Regions from separate parts of the Mus musculus genome. Here regions 1, 2, 3, 4, 6 and 7 are each linked to region 5. A link is a contact called in public ChIA-PET and HiChIP or PLAC-seq data. All regions are on one chromosome and are shown on one strand. Each heading gives the region's core, a stretch centred on a gene start, on an enhancer-like site or on the middle of the called end of the contact. The rest is flanking DNA. Distances are from core to core; before and after follow the strand shown.

Evidence for each region. ChIA-PET counts read pairs in DNA pulled down with a chosen protein or histone mark. HiChIP or PLAC-seq counts read pairs in DNA pulled down with a chosen protein or histone mark.
Region 1: a contact with region 5 is called in an RNA polymerase II ChIA-PET map of memory CD8 T cells, with 14 read pairs. The contact joins the promoter of Slc29a1 here to the promoter of Xpo5 in region 5. A contact is called at or near these places in 6 of 39 promoter capture datasets (the C10 cell line, the SN4741 cell line, cranial neural crest and 3 more) and 11 of 115 datasets of contacts at active chromatin or transcription factors (astrocytes, bone marrow-derived macrophages, craniofacial prominence and 7 more).
Region 2: an H3K4me3 HiChIP or PLAC-seq map of pro-B cells shows a contact between it and region 5, with 3 times the contacts expected there. The contact joins the promoter of Aars2 here to the promoter of Xpo5 in region 5. A contact is called at or near these places in 4 of 115 datasets of contacts at active chromatin or transcription factors (bone marrow-derived macrophages, double positive thymocytes, memory CD8 T cells and 1 more) and 3 of 9 other capture datasets (adipose tissue, embryonic stem cells and liver).
Region 3: an RNA polymerase II ChIA-PET map of memory CD8 T cells shows a contact between it and region 5, with 14 read pairs. The contact joins the enhancer-like site here to the promoter of Xpo5 in region 5. A contact is called at or near these places in 5 of 39 promoter capture datasets (the 3T3-L1 cell line, 3T3-L1-derived adipocytes, the C10 cell line and 2 more), 1 of 115 datasets of contacts at active chromatin or transcription factors (memory CD8 T cells) and 2 of 9 other capture datasets (adipose tissue and liver).
Region 4: a contact with region 5 is called in an RNA polymerase II ChIA-PET map of memory CD8 T cells, with 51 read pairs. The contact joins the promoter of Nfkbie here to the promoter of Xpo5 in region 5. A contact is called at or near these places in 14 of 39 promoter capture datasets (the 3T3-L1 cell line, the C10 cell line, the HPC-7 cell line and 8 more), 3 of 484 Hi-C or Micro-C datasets (B cells, neutrophils and pro-B cells) and 5 of 115 datasets of contacts at active chromatin or transcription factors (bone marrow-derived macrophages, embryonic stem cells, large pre-B cells and 2 more).
Region 6: a contact with region 5 is called in a FOXA1 HiChIP or PLAC-seq map of pancreatic cancer cells. The contact joins the promoter of Ubr2 here to the promoter of Xpo5 in region 5. A contact is called at or near these places in 2 of 115 datasets of contacts at active chromatin or transcription factors (memory CD8 T cells and pancreatic cancer cells).
Region 7: an RNA polymerase II ChIA-PET map of memory CD8 T cells shows a contact between it and region 5, with 10 read pairs. The contact joins the enhancer-like site here to the promoter of Xpo5 in region 5. A contact is called at or near these places in 3 of 484 Hi-C or Micro-C datasets (cerebellum, cortical neurons and granulosa cells) and 6 of 115 datasets of contacts at active chromatin or transcription factors (astrocytes, embryonic stem cells, forebrain and 3 more).

The regions. Positions count from the first base shown.
Region 1 is chr17:45,594,277-45,597,154 of GRCm38.p6, forward strand. It overlaps Slc29a1 (solute carrier family 29 (nucleoside transporters), member 1), which reads right to left and starts at 1,254. Exons shown (of 14, transcript NM_001357771.2): 1 at 1,206-1,254.
Region 2 is chr17:45,505,473-45,508,238 of GRCm38.p6, forward strand. Aars2 (alanyl-tRNA synthetase 2, mitochondrial) reads left to right here and starts at 1,369. Exons shown (of 22, transcript NM_198608.2): 1 at 1,369-1,609; 2 at 2,047-2,238. The coding sequence starts at 1,382.
Region 3 is chr17:45,487,681-45,490,606 of GRCm38.p6, forward strand. No RefSeq gene overlaps it. Among named protein-coding and RNA genes, the nearest start is that of Spats1, 14 kb to the left of the region's middle. Within about 2 kb of position 1,436, at least 33 of the 459 cell types and tissues checked have an H3K27ac peak or open chromatin away from gene starts, as enhancers often do. A contact at or near this core is called in memory CD8 T cells, where this site is marked.
Region 4 is chr17:45,554,446-45,557,145 of GRCm38.p6, forward strand. Nfkbie (nuclear factor of kappa light polypeptide gene enhancer in B cells inhibitor, epsilon) reads left to right here and starts at 1,255. Exons shown (of 6, transcript NM_008690.4): 1 at 1,255-1,869. The coding sequence starts at 1,496.
Region 5 is chr17:46,201,399-46,204,127 of GRCm38.p6, forward strand. It overlaps Xpo5 (exportin 5), which reads left to right and starts at 1,413. Exons shown (of 32, transcript NM_028198.3): 1 at 1,413-1,627. The coding sequence starts at 1,523. It overlaps Polh (polymerase (DNA directed), eta (RAD 30 related)), which reads right to left and starts at 1,243. Exons shown (of 11, transcript NM_030715.4): 1 at 999-1,243.
Region 6 is chr17:47,009,004-47,012,083 of GRCm38.p6, forward strand. Ubr2 (ubiquitin protein ligase E3 component n-recognin 2) reads right to left here and starts at 1,529. Exons shown (of 47, transcript NM_146078.3): 1 at 1,139-1,529. The coding sequence starts at 1,216.
Region 7 is chr17:46,965,622-46,968,518 of GRCm38.p6, forward strand. It overlaps Ubr2 (ubiquitin protein ligase E3 component n-recognin 2), which reads right to left. Exons shown (of 47, transcript NM_146078.3): 18 at 2,763-2,828; 19 at 1,569-1,691; 20 at 1,411-1,474; 21 at 520-644. Among named protein-coding and RNA genes, the nearest start is that of Ubr2, 43 kb to the right of the region's middle. Within about 2 kb of position 1,515, at least 24 of the 459 cell types and tissues checked have an H3K27ac peak or open chromatin away from gene starts, as enhancers often do. A contact at or near this core is called in memory CD8 T cells, where this site is marked.

The DNA of each region.
Region 1 (2,878 bases), core at 4-2,503, 610 kb before region 5:
GGCTTTCTTTACTTTTGTCCCAGTAGAGATCTGATAGCAGTTCAGGGCCTCTGGTATCATTTCAGCCATGCCTTGACCTGCCGAGATGGAGAGGCCCTGAAAGCTATCGCCCATCTGAGGCCTTCCTGCGTCCTAAGGGTCCTCTCACATAGCTCAGTTTCTCAGCCTAGTTTCTGCTACATCGGAATCTTCTCTTGAAATCTGAGGATGCCCCTCTTCCAGCTGCCCCGTTTCTACTAAACAGTTAGGGCGATTGAGGTTTAAAGAGGCTCCATCACTTGAGAAAGCCCGCAGAGCTGGTGAATGGGGGTGACAGCATCAATACTCAATGTACCGATCATTCTAGATTCCTTCTCAAGTGGGGAAGGCAAAATTAACAAGGCTCCTCAGCTATTCGTGTAGGCTTCCAGGAAGGCAACAGTGCTCCAATTAAAGGGTTAAAACAAGTGGGAGATTCAGGCCATTCTTTCACATAACATTAGTTTCAGAGTCATGACAACTCACAACCATTCCACCACGCATATATTATTGTATGCAAAGGTCACACAAGCAGGACAAGAGGAACAGGACGGAAGGAGGGTTAATGGAGAAGAGGGGGTTGGCTCAGGCTTGGCAAGAGGACCCGAATGGGGTATAAGGTGCAGGGGTGGAGAGAGCCTTCATCCAAAGGAAGCCTGGGTGTGCGCGTCAGTCCTTTATCTTGTCACACGTTCACTCTCCGCGTAGAGTAAATGAGGACTCGCCCAGGAAAGGGAGGCCAGGAACAGGAGTTTAGTCTGTAAATGGCCAGCTAGCTCCCTTCACGTCCATTTGTATTCCCGCATTCCCCATCCTCCTGCCTCGGGGCAGAAGGCAACACAACCCCTCCCTCTAGTTCACACAGGACTGTAGCATTGAACTACCCACACGCCGATCCTCTGCGGAAGTCAACACAGCGACAGTCGCTTCCAGGCCCAGAAGCCAGGCTGTCTTGGGCCCAGCTCCGCCCTGGTCCCCACAAAAGGAGAGTCCCCCTACCCAGAGCCAGGCCCATGCGCGCCACGTGCTGGCGCTGCTCTGCACGCGCCGCGTGGGGGCCGCACCCCAAAGTCCCTGTCGCGGCCTCGGAGCTGGCAGACCGGGCCTCCTTTTCCCTCCTGGCAAGCCGGACACTCCACTCTCTACCCCGGAGTCCCCAACATGTCCCACCCAAGCCCTACGAGCACCTGCTGGAGAAGGACACCTCCGGCGACGAAATCTGCGCGCTTGGCCAGCGCTTCCCGCGCCCGCCCGAGCGCTTTCAAACCCGCCCTCTGCTGGGTCCGCCCCGGGCCCGTGGGAGCCACCTCCTCCCGGCGACAGCCCCGCCCCCAGGCTCCTCGCCGCCCCCTCAACAGTTCACCGGCTCCCAGTCAGAGACCCTACGCCTAGGGCCGCCAGGGCTGCTGGCTTCGATGGCGGAGCACGTCTTTGGACCCTTCCCAACTGTCACCCGGACACGCGAGCCTGGGAGGGGGGCACGGGCCCCCCACTGCGTACCCCTAATTTCCGCGCTGGCCCTGCGCTCCTAACTCCTACACATTCCACGGCGGGACTCTTGCACAGACAGGCCCTCTGCTCACCCAGGTCCAGACGCCCCCACAAGCCACGCTCCACCTCAGGTGTTCCGTTATCCCTCTCCGAACCCCGCCCACGCCATTATTCACACTCCACCGTTTTACTGCTAGCAACCCCCTCACACACACACACACACACACACCCTTCTAATACATCCTTTTTCCTTTCCACTCCTCCTTTTCCCTTCAAGAAGACTTTCTGGGATACCTCAGATTTGAGCGTTCTGGAACCCAGACGCTGGAGGTGTTTTGTTTTCTCTCTCCTGCCCTCAGACTCGCCGCACACCACACAAACAGCATCTCTCCCCCCCCCATCCCCATGTTGCCTTGAAGGCTCCTTTATGAAGGCATAAGAGGACAGCCCTGAGGCCTCTAAGAAAACTGAAACACAGCTGGAGACCGGAGAAAGGGGAGCCAGGAAGAAAGGCCTCACATCCTGCACATCTTTGTCCTAGCCAGCATTTCACTGTCCCATGTCCCATCCCAAGATAACCCTCGGGGCTAGAAGCCTTGCTGAGCCTCTTACCATTCATACCCCTCCCCTTCCTTCCTTCCCCCCCCCCCCCCCGCTGGGGTACAAAGGAGGAGGGACCCCCTACAGTAGCACTCCCTACTGATGTATCCCAGAAGTTGGGGAGGGTCCTGAGGCAAGAACATCCCATCCAGATTGCCTGTCTCACCCCACCTCCCTAAGGAACCTGTGCTCCAGAGAAACCATTGGAGCTAATTAACAATTACCAGTGCTAACATCGTAGGGAAAAGACGCACTCAGTCTCCCCAGAGGACGACTGAGCCCTTAGGAGGTAGCTGACTCTGTAGGACAGTGGGTTCTCTCAAGCTGCTCTGGTGGGGGCGTATACAGCCTTCCTGCTCCCACAGAGATGACACATCTCCCCACTAGCACTAAGCAAACAGAGGGCAGGAAGTCAGGCTTGGGTGGTATTTTTCTGGGCACTATCCCATGGCTTAAGAGTAGCCTCATGTCTGTCCACAACGCCAGATCCCTGCCCTGTTTGTCTGGTCTGTCTCTCCCTGCCTTTGCCTCCCTTCTTCCGTTGCCCCCCCCCACACACACACACCTCACCCCCTCTTTCCCTTCCCAAGTCTGGCTCTGTTACCATAGCTGGCACAGCTGTGGGAGAGATCGACTAGGCATGGTCAGGCTGGGAGCCCTTGTGTGCAAAGTGAGCTGGAAGTGGACAGACGAAGTGGTAAGGGTCCCAGCCAGACTGGGGAAGGCTGGTTCCTTTCCTCATGCCCACTGGGACCTGGCCGTCTATGCA
Region 2 (2,766 bases), core at 119-2,618, 700 kb before region 5:
GGCAGAACAACACCTTTAACCTACATGGAAAAGAGAAGGCAGAGGATCACGGGATAGATATACAGGCTTGTCAGAATTCACTATTGCTATAGAAACTCAAGTCCAAAATAGACTATGTATTCCCCGAAAAGAAGCTGTGCTTCAAAAGTTCAAAAGACCCAAATAACACACAAAGACTGGTGGCCAAAAGAGCCCCCTGGGTGGCCAAGGCTGTCCTTCTGACCACAAAGACCTCAGTTCTGTAACCTCTAGTGCAGTGGCTCTCAACCTTCCTAATGCTTCAACCCTTTAAAACAGTTCCTCATGTTGTGATGGCCCCTAACCATAGAATTATTTCATTGCTACTTCATAACTGTAATTTTGCTATTGTTACAAATCGTAATGTAAATGAATGATATGCAACCCTATGTGGTTGCAACCCACAGGGTGAGAACCACTGCTCTGTTGGGTCTTAAACTTGGCAAATCCCTTTCTCTTCCTAGATCTGCTAACTTTCCCAGACTAAAGGTCAAGCAAGGTCATCATGAGAAGTCCTTGAGCTGTCTAGCTGCACCCACAAGGTCTGTTACCATAGAAAGGAAGTCAAGGGGACTGGGCCTGCCAGGACAGGTATCTCTTTTCTCTCAGCAAAATTCAAAGCCTCAGGGCCCTGGGAGGCTCATGGAAAGCCATCGCCACAGCTCTCAGCCAACAGCTTTGTCCTGACCTGTCGACCTGGATTCTCTCATCCCCAAGCAAATTAAAAGACCAAATGTCATTAAGCAATTAATAATGGAGCAGATGCAGTCTGGCTTCTGTGTCTCCACCAGACTCCTGCTCCAAAGAACCTGCTTCAGTCCCTAAGGACAAAGTGGCTCTGCAAACCGAGGGCAGAAGAGGACCTGGCAAGGTCTTAGAGCAGTGCCTGGCACTTACGCAGGGTTCTTGACCACCTCTTGAATACTCACGATCCCTTGGCACTCTTCAGCCTGGATCAGCACAAACCACACGGTCCACGCACCGAATTGCACCCACACCTGTTCCTTTGCAACTCCACAAAATCAATAGCACAACAACCATTACTGCCAGAATACAGATTTTGGAAGCAGAGGCATTGTGTTAATATTGCTACTAACGTTCAAAATACAGCCTAGCATGTAATGATCTTTTTATAATTATCTGTTCAATCCTGGATGAATTAAGGGCCTACTCTATGCAAAGTTACGGTATGCTGAGCCGCTCGCCAGGGGAAGAAGTCCCCTTCTTGGGGAAACACTTTCACTAGAAGCTGAGACTTGCCCCCCCCCCAAGTCTTCCACCCGCCAGGGGCCGCTGTAGGAAACACTAGGCGTCCTTTCGAACGTCACTCTTTGACCCCGCGAAGCCGTTGCCCGGAGCTAAGATGGCGGTGGCGTTGGCTGCCGCAGCCGGTAAGCTGCGGCGAGCCATTGGGAGGTCGTGCCCATGGCAGCCTTTCTCAACCGAGCCCGGTCCACCCCACGGAGCGGCCGTGCGGGACGCCTTCCTGAGCTTCTTCCGAGATCGCCACGGCCACCGGCTCGTGCCCTCCGCTACCGTGAGGCCGCGCGGCGACCCCAGCCTGCTTTTCGTCAATGCAGGCATGAACCAGGTAGGGGCGGGGCCACACCGATCGGGGGCGGAGCTCGGGAGTCAGCCTGAGAAAAGCGCTTCAGGATTGGACCAAAAAAGTGAGGGGCGGAACTCTGAGTGGAAGAGAGGCTGGGTAAAATGGGGTGGGGGCCTGGTTAGGTCTTGGGGAATTAGCTTGGAAACTTGTGGGGAGAAATTAAGTTTATTATCTCTGGATAGCAGCTGTGAAGTCCTGAGGGGCAGGCTCTGAGTGGAAGACTATTTAAATAAATAAAATTCATCCATTGAGTAGACATTTATTGCACTCCTGCTAGGTGCTTGGTAATATTCTTGAAGCTTTGATTCTGTCCAACCACTTCCCTTATCTGTAAATTTTACTACTTTTTACTAGGCAGAGTCTCTTGTTTAAGTTCATTTACCTCTTCTCTACCCTTCCTGACTTTTATGTGCTTCTAGTTCAAGCCCATCTTCCTGGGCACAGTGGATCCACGAAGTGAGATGGCAGGCTTCCGACGTGTAGTTAATAGCCAGAAGTGTGTCAGGGCTGGAGGACGCCATAACGACCTGGAGGATGTGGGGCGTGATCTCTCTCATCATACGTTTTTCGAGATGCTTGGCAACTGGGCTTTCGGGGGTGAATATTTTAAGGTGAGTTTCCAGGGAGCTCTAGAGTTAAAGTCTTTGAACCCTGAGTGCTGGATGTTGTGACCAAGAGCTAAACACAGTGTGTTATAGGGGAGACAGAAAGATGACTGGGTTGGTAAAGTGCTTGTGGATTCCCCAGAACTCGAATTTAAAGTGCGGGCTAACGGTGTGTGCCTATGATGCTGGAATGGCCAGATGGGAGATGGAAACAGATCCCTGAAGAAGTTCACAGACAAGCTAGTCTGGCCAACATCAAAGTCCCAAGCTAATGAGAGACCCTGTTTTAAACAAAAATTAGCTCCTAAGTACAGTCACCCATAGTTGTCCTTTGACTTTCACAAGCACATGTCCACATGTTACAGGTGTGTACACCACACATACACGGGCACGGGCACACACATACACACACGACATCCAATAGGAAAGAATATGCCTCACTTCGCTGATTGAAGGAAGGGGTTGTCTCCTGCTTAATGGCTATTTAAAAGTTAGCTGAGCAGATAGCCAGGCAGCTGTATTGAGATTGTCATT
Region 3 (2,926 bases), core at 186-2,685, 710 kb before region 5:
ATGAGCCCATAAACAGCCCGGTGTTCATTCTGGCCAGCAAAACGCACTTCAGATTTCAGGTAAAGGTGATGACAGAAAAGAAACAGGTCTACCTGCTCGAAGTGAATTTTGTGGGGGAGGGGGTTCGAGACAGGGTTTCTCTGCATAGCCCTGGCTGTCCTGGAACTCACTTTGTAGACCAGGCTGGCCTCATGTGTACCACCACGCCCGGCTCTCGAAGTGTATTTTTAAGATAAGGTGTGTGTGTGTGTGTGTGTGTGTGTGTGTGTGTGTGTGTATGTGTGTGTGTGTGTGTGTGTGTATGTATGTGTGTGTGTGTGTGTGTATGTGTGTGTGTGTGTGTATGTGTGTGTGTGTGTGTGTATGTGTGTGTGTGTGTATGTGTGTGTGTGTGTGTATGTGTGTGTGTGTGTGTGTTATGTGGTTATGCCAGAAGAGAGTACCAGATCATAAGGAGCTGGAGTTCTGAATGGTTGTGATCTTTCTCTCTATTTCTCTCTCTCTCTCTCTCTCTCTCTCTCTCTCTCTCACACACACACACACACACACACGGAGAGAGAGACACAGAGAGAGAGACACAGAGAGAGAAAGAGTCAGAGTGAGAGGTATACAGCGGGAGAGAGAAACAAAGAGAGTTAGAGAGAGACACAGAGAAAGACAGAGACAGAGAGAGGAGTATCTTTCAGAGCAGATGAAATAATGAAGTAAGATTCCAAAACCATCACAACAGAGGCAGCTGCTTCAGAAAGAGCCTGAAAGACTGCGCTCACTGCGTGGAGGCCCTATCACCACTACCCACACCCACATCCACTTACTCCTGCGACCGCAGACAGTTAGCTATGTACTTGGCAGTTCCTCGTACCTATGCCAGGGACCATGGTGGGAGTCAGAACATCAGCTGAATAGCAGCTTTCCCCAGTGGTGACAGTTAATAAGAGCAAAACCCACCGGGACAGTCCTAACGGCACCACGGTTGGCTGTGCACGGCCAGCCATCACGCAGGTGAGCACTAATGTATAAAGAAACCAGATCGGTGTCACACTTGTTCAGGGTAACAGCCAGTCTGCACCACATCAAATGTCCACACCTGGAAGGGCCGCAGTCACAGAGACAGGAAGTGGATCAGTGGTTGCCAGGGACTGGCAGGTGTTCAGAGGACACAGTGCTTCAGTATGGAGATGGGTAGTGGTTGACTGTGGCACAGTAATATGAGTGGACATTTTAAAGCCGTTGAAACAAGGGCTGCAAAGATGGCTCAGCCGGGAAGAGCACCTGCTGCTCTCGTAGAGAACTAGGTTGGGTTCCCAGCACATGAGCGAGGTAGCTCACAGCTGTAACCACAGCTTCCGACTCCTGTCTCGGGATCAGACAGACATCCTCTTCTGGCTTGCGCCCCGGTACTCATGTGTGCATACACACAGACACCTAAACACACATACAGGATGTTCAGAAGCTCAACCACTCAACCTCGGCTACATAGAAAGTTTGCGGTCAGCTTGGCCTACTTGAGACCCTGCCTTAAAATAACAGTCTCAAAATTGATGCTGATGCTGATGATGTCGGGGATGATGGCACCTGCGTGTGATCCCAGGGCTCAAAAGACAGGAGCAGGAGGATCAGTAAAGTTCAAGGCCAGCCTAGTCTGTGTAGTCGTCAGACGTAGGCCAGCGAGAGCTACCTGAGTGAGGCTCAAAAGAAAGGAAAGAAAAAGAAAGTTAAAATAGTAAATAGTACATATTCTGTGGTTTAGATTTTTGTACAATTACAAAATTAATTATATACATAAAAAAGTTTATAATCGCTGGGAAGTCCACCCAAGAATTCATCTAGGCACGTTTCCCATTACATTATATATTAAATTATTTGGTGGCAACTATGGTAGGCAGGGGTGCCATGGGTATGCAGAAGCCAGAGGACTATGGCTGCCTTCCTTTTTCAATTTCTGTCTTATTCCTTTGAGACGTGGCCATCACTGTGTGGCACACATGTGCGGGAGAGGATTGCTACCTGTGTGTGTTTGGGCGCGGAGACCTGAATGACGTCCCATGCCTTCTCCCTGTTCTCATTTTATTGACGCAGAGTCTCTTGCAGACCCTGTTTGTCTTGCTAACCAGCTTGTCCCAGGAAGTTTCCATCTGCCTCTGACTGCTGGGATTGCAGGTGGATCCACACCGCCTGACTTTTAAGTGGGTTCTGCAGATCTAAACTCTGGTCCTCACACATTCACGACAAGTGATTTATCCACTGACTCATCTCCCTGGGCCCCGCCATTTTTCTTCTTCCAGCTAGACAGTGAGTCACGGGCACACATAGCTATGCTCTGGTTTCTATGTGGGCACTGGACTTGCCTTGGCACTCTTAGGGCAGGGTGGACTATGTTATAGATTTAATTGTCCTATCAACATCGGGAGGCCATTTTATACCTTGTGTGTGTGTGGTGGGGGACAAAAAGTAGATAAAAGTTCAGGTGCTGGGTAAAATATACTAAATATTGGTAGTTCAATATACTCACCTATTATGCCAAAGAGGACAATGTCAATTCACTGGGGGTAAAATGGAGCGTTTTCCGTGCATAGAAATTAAATTTTATTTTGGCCATATTTGAGAGTTTGCATCTCAGTATGTTATTTACTGTGTCATAGTATAAATTTTAAAATCTGCTCACTAAGTTTTGTGTGAGAAACAACTCTGATAAGTCTTTTTCTTGAAAGTGAAATTAGGGCCTACAAGATGGCTCAGCAGATAAAGACACCTGCCACCCAGCTGGGGAAATACATACCATCCCAGCATTCACGGTAAGAGGAAAGAATTGACCCCTTCGGGTTGTCCTCTGACCTCCACAAATTCCACATACACACATTTAAACAAACAAACAAATAAATGTTTTAAGGTGTAAAAATTAATGAAGTCAAACAAAGGTCTGGGA
Region 4 (2,700 bases), core at 5-2,504, 650 kb before region 5:
TCTCAAACCCTAGTCATGTTGAAGAAAAGCAAGAAGGGAGGGGAAAGACTTCAGGGCTAGGGTGGAAACTTCAGTAGTGTCAGGGGCCTCCCCACCCTGGCTCCACTGTGAGGAACTAAACTTCTTTGACTGCTGGGGGCAGCCATCTCCTGTACCTACCAAAGGCCAGTGCACACCCTGCAAGGAAGAAGAAACCCCATGACCACCAAGGCTTGTGAGATAAGTCCTCCCTAGAAAACCCACTTCCCCAGATCACATCCTCCTGCCAAGTCTATCATCAGGGGAGTTGACCCAGAACTGTCTATGAAGGTTTCCCAGGGAAAAGCTGCTCCCCTGAAGATAATAGATGCACTCTCTCTTACCAATCCCCCTGAGCACTGATTGAAAATAAGTGAAAAGGCAAGAGAAGTTGAGAAAAAAATAGGCAGAGGATAGCAAGCAGAGCCACCATCACCACCCCTTCCCCATCTGTGCTGGCTAGTCAGGCAACTTGATGGGAGCCAGCGTCATCTGAAAAGAGGGAACCTCGGTTAAAATGCCTCCATAAGATCCAGCTGTAAGCCTCTTTCTTAATTAGTGACTGATGGGGAAGGCCCACCCCATCCCATTGTGCATGATGCCATCCCTGGGCTGGTATTCCTGGGTTCTATAAGAAAGCAGGCTGAGCAAGCCATGGGGAGCAAGCCAGTGTGCAAGACGCTCCCCATGGCCTCTGCATCAGCTTCTCCCTCCAGGATCATGTCCTGTTTCAGTTTTGTCCTGACTTCCTTTGATAATGGATTATGATCTTGAAGTATAAGCCGAATAAAACCTTCTCTCCCCAATTTGCTTTTTGGTCAGGGTATTTCATTGCAGCAATAGAAACGCTAAGACACCCCACCACCACCACCAACCTACACAAACTCCCCACAAAGTAGCCGGTTTATGCAGAAAAGTTTTTTAAAAATACACTTTTTAAACAATTGAATGAATAAATGAATGAAGACACCACGGAACTAAAAAGAAGGAACAAACAAATGCACGGAATTAGTGAATGAAATAAAAGGGAAGGGGAAGAATGAGTGAATGAATGAATGGGCGAAACAATCCACGCAGGAGTGAGTCAAGACTGGTAACCAGAGACTCCCTGCCTACGCAAGCAGCAAACAGGGGGATTCCGGAGGGGCGGGGCTCTACCCGGAAGCTCCTTTGAGGGCGGGGCTGTGGGCGTGGCAGTGGCTGCGGGCCACTTCTTGGGTCCGGGGGCGGGGCGACAGAGAAGACCTAACTAGGGACCGTTCAGCTGCCCAAAGCACCCGCTGCGGTGGACCTGGCCGGCGCCCTGGACCTCTCGCTTTTCTCATCCGCTCCCCGCGCCTGCACAGGCAGGTAATGAAGCCGCTCGGAGAGTGACTCTGGTTCTGTTAGGCGGTCACACAAACCCGGAAAAGCTCGCTTTTGCACACCTCAGAGTTAGATCCCGCTGGACCCTGGACCCCGGGCTGGCGCGGCCGGCATGTCGGATGCGCGGAAGGGGCCGGACGAGGCGGATGATAGCCAGTGTGACTCTGGCATAGAGTCGCTGCGCTCTCTACGCTCCCTGCCTGAACCTACTGCGGCCCCAGGCTCCGGATCATCCCAAAGCGGCTGCCCACAGCCTTGGAGACATGCTCCGGAGACCCACAAGGAACCAGAGAAAGAAGATGCGGATGGAGAGCGAGCGGACTCCACTTATGCCTCCTCCTCTCTCACTGAATCCTTCCCCTTACTGGAGAGACCCGAAGCCAAGGATCCAAGCCCTCCCGCCCCAGGATCGCCGCTGCCCCCCGCGGGGGTGCTGAGCCCTCAGCAACTCGAGGCGCTCACATACATCTCTGAGGATGGAGACACGTGAGTAAACTGGCTAGGCTGAGATAAGATGTTCAGTTAGAGCCCCCCTCCGAGCTGCAACTGGCTGGGCTACCACCACCACTTCATCACCCGAGAGGATAGACCCTCACAGCACCTGCCCTGGAAGGGCCAGCCTCCTTCTCCAAACTCCAAACTTAACTTGCAACTTGCTTTTAAGCTGTAGCCAGGTTCAGACCAAAAACCAGACATCATCACCTCTTTTGGGAGTGGACAGGATAGCAGTGCCCTTGTAACCTAGAACACCAGCCACAGTCTTGAAAATCTACTAGTGACCCACTCCTGGGAAGAGGAATTCCCCCGCAACCAATTCAGTTTTTGTTTTTCTTGTTGGGGGAAGGAATGTCCCTGTTTGCTCAATATTTGGGATACCAATGCCTAACTTCAGAACACCCTAACCAGAGGGGGGAAAAAAGACTACACCAGGATTACAGGTTGTCATCTGAGCTCAGGAAGCCTGGATTAACGGTGCTACCTGGATGCCCATTTGAAAGTGGTTCCAAAAGAGGGACTAGACTGAGAATTTTTGCCCCCAACAAACAGGATAGGCAGCTGGCTGCCCCAGCTCACTTCCTCCTCTGCTGAGAAAAGGGAAGTAATGGCTTGGCCTCAGCCTCCCCAACAGTTACCTCCTGAGCTCCCCAAATTCTTCTTGCTGTCCCATCTCTTGATCTCCCTTTTCTCCCTTAGGTCCAGCTGGAATCAGGTGCAGCTGGACTGTGAGGCTATCAAGTGTGTAGGTGTCAAGTGCAGAAGAGGTGACTGGGCTTTGTGGGTGTTAGAGCAGGGGCAGCTGGAGTGCTAGCTAGATGA
Region 5 (2,729 bases), core at 163-2,662:
GCTTTGCATACCAATGGCCTATCACAAATAATACTTTACAGAAACACAGGAAATTCATGATTTAAATACAAGAAACAGGTTATACAGATGAGTGAGCTAGCACCCAACTGTAACTTTAAACAGTTATTTTTCAAATAAACAATCACATTGAAAACAGTGCCAAGCAACTACTACTACAAAGCTGCAAAATTACTGTAAAGAAAATAATTAAGAAGATACTGAATGTTCAAAGCATTAACACCTTACAAATCTCGCCCCTCACCTAAAACAAAATGATCGTACGTTTAGAAACCTTTTACACTTAAGTCAGGCGTCCTTGTGCTCTGGCGTGGCTTTTCTGTAGTACTGGAACAGATAAAGCTAGAAGGTGGCAAATGTATTGTCGCAATCAATACAGGATAAGTACCATATTCAATATAAATATCAGAGGTAAAACTGGAAGCGAAGCTGTGATTTAAGGGCAACAATTTACTAAGTGGAAAAACACCTCCTAAAACATATGCAGGATAAGAGATGATACAGCCTTAAGTCTTTTATGTGTTCCTTTCGTACTTTTATGTATTGGCAAAGTCTGCACAATGCCAAAACGTAAAAGACTACGTAAATTTGGGATGGGTTTTGTTTCGTGAGGCAGGGTCTCACTTTGCAGCTCAGTCTGGCCTCAAACTGGAAGCAATCCTCCTGCCTCAGCCTCCCAGAGGTATAGTTGGGATGCGTTTTCCAACATCTCAGTTCATCCCATTCTGTACAAAAGCACGTTTGGGAGTCGGTCGTGTAGTAAGACGCACGAGAAAATATGGACCAGTGAAGAGGAAGGTTTAAAAATTACAAGAAAAACTCTTTCTACAAGAAAACTCTCCTTAGAGACACTCTTAGAGCCTTCTCTCCCAGTAAGCATGCTTTTCATTTCGGCCCAGTCACCCCCAAGTAAAAGCGACAGCCAAGGCTTCAAAAGCCATCCGATATAGCGATCCCGAGCCGTGTTTTAATGTCCTTACCAAGGCGACACCTGTCAAAACTGCCAAGAGCGAAGCTGCGGGCTCCGGGCGGAGTCCAATGACAGCGTCTAGATGTCGTCGTCGCCTTCCCAGGAGCAAGTGAGTGTAATCTGATAACACAGATCCGAGTAGGTAGCCCTAGGCTCCCGCCGAGCCAACAGCCCTTCCAGCCTGCAGGTTTACGCCCCACAGCAAGCCCAGAGGAAATTTGGAGTTCAGCACCGCGCGCGCCGCGAGGGACGGTTGACGCGCCTGCGCACCGCGGAACTTCCGTTCCCCAGCCCCGCCCCGCCAGGCGCGGCCGTCACCCGAAGCGGCCACTTCCGCGCGCGCATGCGCCGTGGCGGCTCCGGCGCATGCGCAGCGCTGGGTTCTTCCCAGCTCCAACTTCTGGGACTCACGCTCCTCCCTCCCGTTTCCCCACCCCCAGCCCGCCGCGGCCCGGTATCAACGTGTGGTCCCGCCAGGGGAACTGTGCGTAACCTCGTGCTCCCGGGACGCCGGTGGGGTTCCCGGCTCTAGCCATGGAGATGGAGCAAGTGAACGCGCTGTGCGAGGAGCTAGTGAAAGCGGTGACGGTCATGATGGACCCCAGCTCTACCCAGCGCTACCGGCTGGAAGCCCTCAAGGTAGCTGGGGTCCTGGCGGCCTGGGCCTGCCCCGAGAACCCTATCCCAGGCTTCCCTCACGGCCTCTCCAAACTCAGTTTGTCTCCTGCCTATGCGGCCTTTGATCTTCCCACTGCCCGTGGGGAGGGTGGCTTCTGGTCGCGGCCCTCACCTCCTCCCACTTGAGTCTTTTCTTGCCTGCGCGCTTGCCTTTGCATCACACGCAAGGGTCCCTAACTGTTGCACATCTCCTCGCCATGTCTCAGTGGCTTTTTTGCCCACTCCTCACTTCTCTTCACTCTAGATCACACCGCGGTCTCCACCCACGCAGGCTGTGCCGGCTCTGACGCCGGGGCAAACCCCACATTCCCTGGCGTTCCGGGAGCGCACGTGCAAATTCCTGCCCCAGTGCCACCTTCATTCTTCCCTGCTGATCACTCCAGACTTGTGCTGATTCTAGATCCCCGTGTGTCCATTTTCTTACATCCTTACATACCTCTATCTTTCGAGTCTTGGCCATCTCTGGGCTAATTTGTGACGCTCCTTCCTCGTTTATACCTGTGAGATAGTCTCCGGCTGTTTTTGCGCGAAGACGAGCTTTACCACCGGCTTTGCATTTATTTGCACCGGGGCACTTTGGTTTCCTGGAAGTAATTCTCTTGCGTCCCGGGTGCTCTCTGCGCCAGGGTCTAGTTCAGCTTTTGCTATTTGGGAACGCTAATACCTTCAACAGAGCTTCTCTCTATTAGAGTAAGCGCCAACATATAGATGTATGTGGCACAGGATTTGGAATCAAACAACTCTGTTTGCTTTGTCTTTGATTGTGAAGAATTTTACATAGGCAAAGAAACAGAGCACCAGAGTGATCCCGAATAGGCCTGTGACCTAAACTCAGATGATACACAGATTTGCTTGTTCACTGACTCCTCCTGGCACCCTTAGTTTTGAAAGCTAATTCTAGGGGTTGACATTCAACTTGTATGGGTATATCTCTAGCATTTTTTTTTGTACTCTCTTAGATCCAGTTTAGTATTAACATGACTAATATCTAAATGGAGAGTGTCAGTATTACTAATCTAGATTTTCGCATCTTAAAAATACAGCTAAAAGGACAGCAGGTAAC
Region 6 (3,080 bases), core at 279-2,778, 810 kb after region 5:
GTTTTGTTTTTTTTAAATTACCCCCACTTCCCTCTCATTTCCTCACCCAAACTATCTTCCTCTGGTCTATTCACTCCAAATATTCATCACCGACGGCACATCCCAACTACTGACCCTAACATCCTGTGTGATGATGTGTTAAATAAAGAGTCACTCATTTCCTGGGAGCTTTTTCAACTGGAGGCCTCTGAGACTAGGCTCCCAATTGTCTGAGCTATTTACAGTCACCGTGGACAATCTGTTCTGATAGGTGTCCCCTGCCCTCACTGGCAAAAGATGACGCTGAGTTTGTTGAAAGTTGTTGTCTTTGTAACTTTGCTACTTGTATCGGCGCTTGTTGATACTACATTTTAAGTCTTTACTGTGTCTGAATGGCTTAAGTTTAGGGCCTAAGGGTTCCTGATAGGCTGTGATCAACGCTATCATTAATGAGCTTGCATCTGTTCACCAAAGCTGCTTTTTCAAAGTTATATAACGTTTGTTCTCCGTCCAACTTTTCCCAACTCCTAGAAAAATTATGTATTTTTTTTTTTAAATCTGCCAGCCTCCATGCTTAGCAAACGTGTCGAGGCACCACTACATTACACACAGGCACCAAGGTTACCATCTAACGAAATAAACAAGTGCAAAACAACTTTTTAAAAAAGCACCGAGGGGGTAATGTTGGACTGTGCTGCCTGCAGCCTGGGTAAACTCCCCTCCCCGCCCCCCAGCAACAAAGTTGGAGCTGGGAGAGGATAGAATCCTTCGGCGCAGACACTGCTCCGCTTATCCTAAGAAATGGCATCAGAAGGTAAAGTAGGGCGCTTATACGACAACGTTAGGAAGCCGCTCGCTCCCATCTTCCAACAGCCAGCATATAGGGCAAAAACCCAAGTGTTGTAGACTTAATGGAGAGTGAAGCTAATTAGGGATAATGAAAGCTCTGTAGTAAGAGTCGCCGCGTATAAGGAGGATCTGAGCACCGAAGGCGCGGAGCAGGCTCGATGGCCTCCTGGGTCCTTTTCCCCACGGGACATGGCCAGCGCCGCTGTTAGCCGAAGTCAGTGGCGGGCTCCGGGATTCCCAGGACTCTGTTCCTCCCCCGGGGCGCGGCCTACGAGGGCCGGACGTAGCCCTCCCGGGCTCCCGCACTCACCCCTGCGATCTCTTCGGCAGAACATTCCAGCAAACTGCGGTCGATGGCCTGCACCTCGGGCTCCATCTCCGACGCCATCTTCTCTCCTCCTCCTCTCCCCGGGTGCTCTCGCCGCTGTCGCCTCTCCCCGGGCCTCAGCTTCGCCTCTGCTCCCGCAGCCGCGACGGTCACCCCTGTCCTGGGGCCGTCAGTCCCGGGCCGTCCGGGCTGCCGCCGAGCCGAGATGCGCGAGGAGCAAAGCGGGACGCGAACCTGCAGCGGGGACGGCAGCCGCTTGCGCGCGCGCCCGGGCTCGGCGCCCAGAAGTCAAGTCGCCTCCTCGCCCGTGACCGGGGGAAGGACACCGAGAACCCCAGGCCTGGCACTCCGGACAGCCACTACCGCGTTCAACGCCAAGAGAGGGGCAAAAACACCCAAGCGAGGGAGCAGGGCATTCTGGGTACTGTAGTCGTCCCCTGAGCGGCCAGGGAGAGAAGCGAAGCCTCTAATAAGGAGCGGCACACGAGTATCATGGGAGTTGTAGTCCATCCCCTGGCGGAAGCCTGGAAAAAGACAATTTAGAATCCGTGAGAGGGGCTTGACACCAGAAGAACGAAATAACGTTTGAGATCTCGTCTTAGTCTCTTAGTCCTATTTATTCTTGTCATTTTTTTTTTATCTCCCCAGCACCAAGAATAATCATTCCTGGCGCGATAGACACACAGCTGTCTGTCAAAAGTCTGGTATCTGATAAACCCTCAATTGTCAAAAGAATGAATGAATCGCGCGTTCTATCCCGGAGGTTCTAATGCCTTGTCATCCTGGCACTAGTCACCGAGGTGTATTTAGTACCGAGATTTTGAAAAGTTTTAAGGTACAATTGCAAGACATTTAATTTATGACCATTGATTGATATATATCCTTTTCTTTCCTTAAGTCTTGTTGCATCAGAAAAGGCGTCCAACGAATCAACTTAAAGACCAACTCTCAGAGTCAGACAACCCTGGAAGCACGCGCTTACTTCCGCGTCCAGCCTGCCTACTCCTGCGGCTGCGCGGAGGGAGAGCCAGGGCTAGAGCTGCGACTGCCATTGTTTTTTGCAGTTTCTCAAAAGGTCAAGGAAAAAAAAAAAAAAAAAAAAAAAAAAAAGACTTTAAGGTTCAATGGCAGGCCACAAAGCAACAGAAGAAATACTGGATATTTTTTTTTTTTTAGCTGCATTGCTTTAAGACTATACTGACAGAAGCAGATCTAAAAGCAGACCGATTGGAGGCTTATATACACTGACTGTAATTTGTGACATGTATTTGAATATCTTTTAAATTATCTTCGTGGAGAAGATTAGGCTCTCACAGATGACCAGACAAACCCTAATTGCCCTGTAGGAAGAGGCTGGTATCTTGTACTGGAGTTGTTAGGGTTAGACCTTGGAACCTGCGGCTCTAACAAGCTAGGCTCAAGCATATATCCTCAATATAACAATTAAAGAGATAAGCAATAATGAAGAGACAGAGAAAGGAGACTTATTCGATATAGCCACATTGGGGAGAGGGACAAAAAGGTCCAGTGACCATCTGCCCACCCTCAAGTTCACTACCTTTCAGAGTCCTGACATGAGGTTTAGTTTTAAAGAAAGGGCAGCCCTGGTCAAGGTGTGGTCCTAGTCCATCGCTGGTCCATCATTATCTTGACTCCAGTCTCTCTTGCAAGTTGTAGAAACTGTAAGACACCTCTTTCTGGGAGGCAAGCTCAAGCTCTGGTTGATGCCAGACTCCCCAGCCTTTTCCAACTCCTATTACTTGGGGGGGCCATTGTCTTAAAAGCCTGGTAGCCAAAGAGAAGAGCACAAAATGGTGGTACCTTTGTGGTTAGGGAACACAAAGGCATTAGATGAGCTAAAGTCAGGAGTGGGACCCTGGAAGAGCGTGTGTGGCGGTCTGGATGAGAATGGCCCTTCAAGGGG
Region 7 (2,897 bases), core at 265-2,764, 760 kb after region 5:
TCTTCCACCAGATGATAGTGGTGCATGCCTTTAAGCCTGGCCCCAGGGAGGCAGAGGCAGGCAGATCTCTAAGTTTGAGGCCAGCCTGAACTACAGAGAAAGTTTCAGGACAGTCAGGGCTACACAGAGAAACCCTCTTTAAAATGAAAACCAAACCAACCAACCAACCAACCAACCAACCAAGAGACTCTTCTGCACTGGAGTAAGGAAAAAGCCCTGAGAATGTGTGTTTACTCAAGTTCGAGTGGATACCTCCTCCCTCAGGTGAAAGCGTCACCTGCACTCCTTGGGGTCAGACAGACCCTAATATGCCCCTGCTCTGTGGACAAAACCACTTAGCTCTAAGCACCACATTCTTCAGAGTTCTCTCTAGCTCAGCTCTGCTCCCTAGTCACTGTTCCCAGTGTTCTCCTTTCCAGATGGAATAGCCATCTTAGAACTGTAGCTTGCACCCAGGGGGGAAGTGCACACACTGCTGGGGAGGAGCAGCTTCCGGGTTTCTTAACTGTGGACACTTACATCTTCAGGCAGAGACTTCACCAGCTCACTGTGAGCCATAGGCTTGATGCTCAACTGATGGATAATCTCCCTCTTGATTTCATCTGTGGCAGCCACCTGTCCAACCCCAGGGTTGAATCTTTCTCCTGTCCAAAATGAAAGGTAGATGCACACATTTAATGGACCCATGTACTTATGTGTACAGATTTCCAGTTCTTGCAACAGAATCCATCCTCTGTCTGGGTCACTCTGTGGGAAAATAAAGGCTGGTTTGGAAGGCAATAGCAGTTCCCGTTTATACTGAGTCTGATGCACCGACTTAAGGTTTCATGGCTGCTTTGGAGAAGGACCAGAAGTACGACGGGACCAGTGGAAGTCACACCCTTTCCTCCTCTGTGCTTCTGTCTAGGACAGGCTGGTATCACTCTGAGACCCTCTTCATTAGGGCCACCTCTGCCCACTGGATTGGCTACTTTACGGCCACAGAAGGTCTGAACAGTGGGGGAATGACAGAGCAGAAGGGATCAAAGAACTGGGAAAGCAGGGCCAAGCGAACAGGAGACGTAGGTAATAAACAGACGTCTCTGAGTCACTGGTCTTCATTAACCTGTGGTTGCTGTCTTTGGAGTCAAGAAGACATTTAAACCAAGAACCAAGAGAGAAGAAACAAAGCGAAGATTTTAGTCCTAGCAACTCTCTGCTCACAATGTGTTCCCAAGCTGTGCCAGTCTCCCTCCACCCTTGGCCCAAATACAGCCTTTCAGTTCATCTGTTTCGGCCATTGCACCCCTTCCTCTTTCTGGGGTGTGTGTGTGTGAAGGGCTGTGTGCCCGTTCTCTTCCCATGACTGATCGAGCAAGCTCAGCGCCCTGCTGCCATCGCCAGGCCCACATCAAGGCGGTGTGCACTCACCCACAAGCATGATGATGAGGTAGAGCATCTCTTCGATCAGAGTGTTGTTCTGCTGAACGACGTCCTGTGGGAGGAGGGGCAAGTGCAGAGGTGAGAACACGCCCACTGCTGTCCCTCACACATACAGGACACGTGGGCGTTGTGACACAGGCTCTTACCTTATGGGTAACCTCAGAACTGAATCTCTTCCCATAGTCAGGCGTGCTGAAGAGCTGATAGAGTTCAAAGCGGCTGAGCATGATCATCAGGAAGTGGTTTGGGTCCATCATGGAGACACCTGTCTTTTTTGTTTGTTTGAGACAAAGGAGAAGAGGAAGGTCAGAAGGGACACTCAGTGTTAGTGAGAGATGTTTAAGGTTGCACAAGAAAACAGCTTATTTGACCACCAATTTGAAGAAAAAATGGACACCTACTTAGCCACACCCTATATCATGTGGCTGCCAAGAGGGGACAGGAATCTAAGCAGGTCAAACAATCCACACAAAGAAACCTCCCTTAAAACTGAACCCCAGGAGAACCACACAGGCAGTTCGGCTCCTTTCCTGTCTCAGTCCACTGAAGGACACGGCTATGAATTTCGCTGCAGTTTCCTATCAGAGTTCACTGCCTACTAGGAACTGAGAGGAATATCAATTAAGCCCCTAGTATGTACATACGTATTCTGTTACTGAGACCCTTTTGTGGTAAGCACTCCATTACATAAAACGATAGCTTCTTTTCTCTTAATGCCATTTTTAAAAGTTCTAAATCAAACTGGACTCAACAGCTAGGAACTGAAGTAGAGTTCTCTGGAAGAGCAGCCAGTGCTGGACCATATCCATAGCACCTATCTTTTGGTGCTGCTGCTGCTATTAAGTCTGTTGAGTCAGGGTCTCACTATGTAAGCACACTGCCTTCGAACTCAGAGATCTGCCTGTCTCTGCGTGCACCACCAAGCCAGTCTGTTTATTTTTTAGAATTTACGGTTATGCGTGCCAGTGTCTGCCACATGAGTGCTGTGCCTACAGAGACCAGAAAGGAGCTGGAGTCCCCGTGGTTGTGGCTGCCTGCTGTGGTGCTGGAAAAAGAACTCGGCTCCTTTATGAGCAGCAAAGCTCTTAAGCACTGAGCTGTCTGTCTGTCTGTCTAGCCAGCTGTCTGTCTGACTGTAGCAGCTGCATCTGGCATGCTGAGTCTGACCCTGATCTGGAGACTGGGGGAAGCATTCTGCAGGCTGTTGGCCTTGAGTGGGGAGTGTTAGTAGACAGAGCAGGTAGGATTCAGAGATCTGCAAGTGAGTGTTAGGTGACTGACTCAGTAAAACAAGACCAGGCCTCCCCACAGCCCTGAAGTCAGGGTTTTTAACTCATTACCTGAAGCATCACTATGTCCTTGTCGAACATCTCTCGCCTGCATTTCACATTATGGTAGTAATAGATCTAAAACGATAATTAATTATATTAGGTAAATAAGCTCTGATGGGTATGGCTTCCTGATCATTTCCCCAC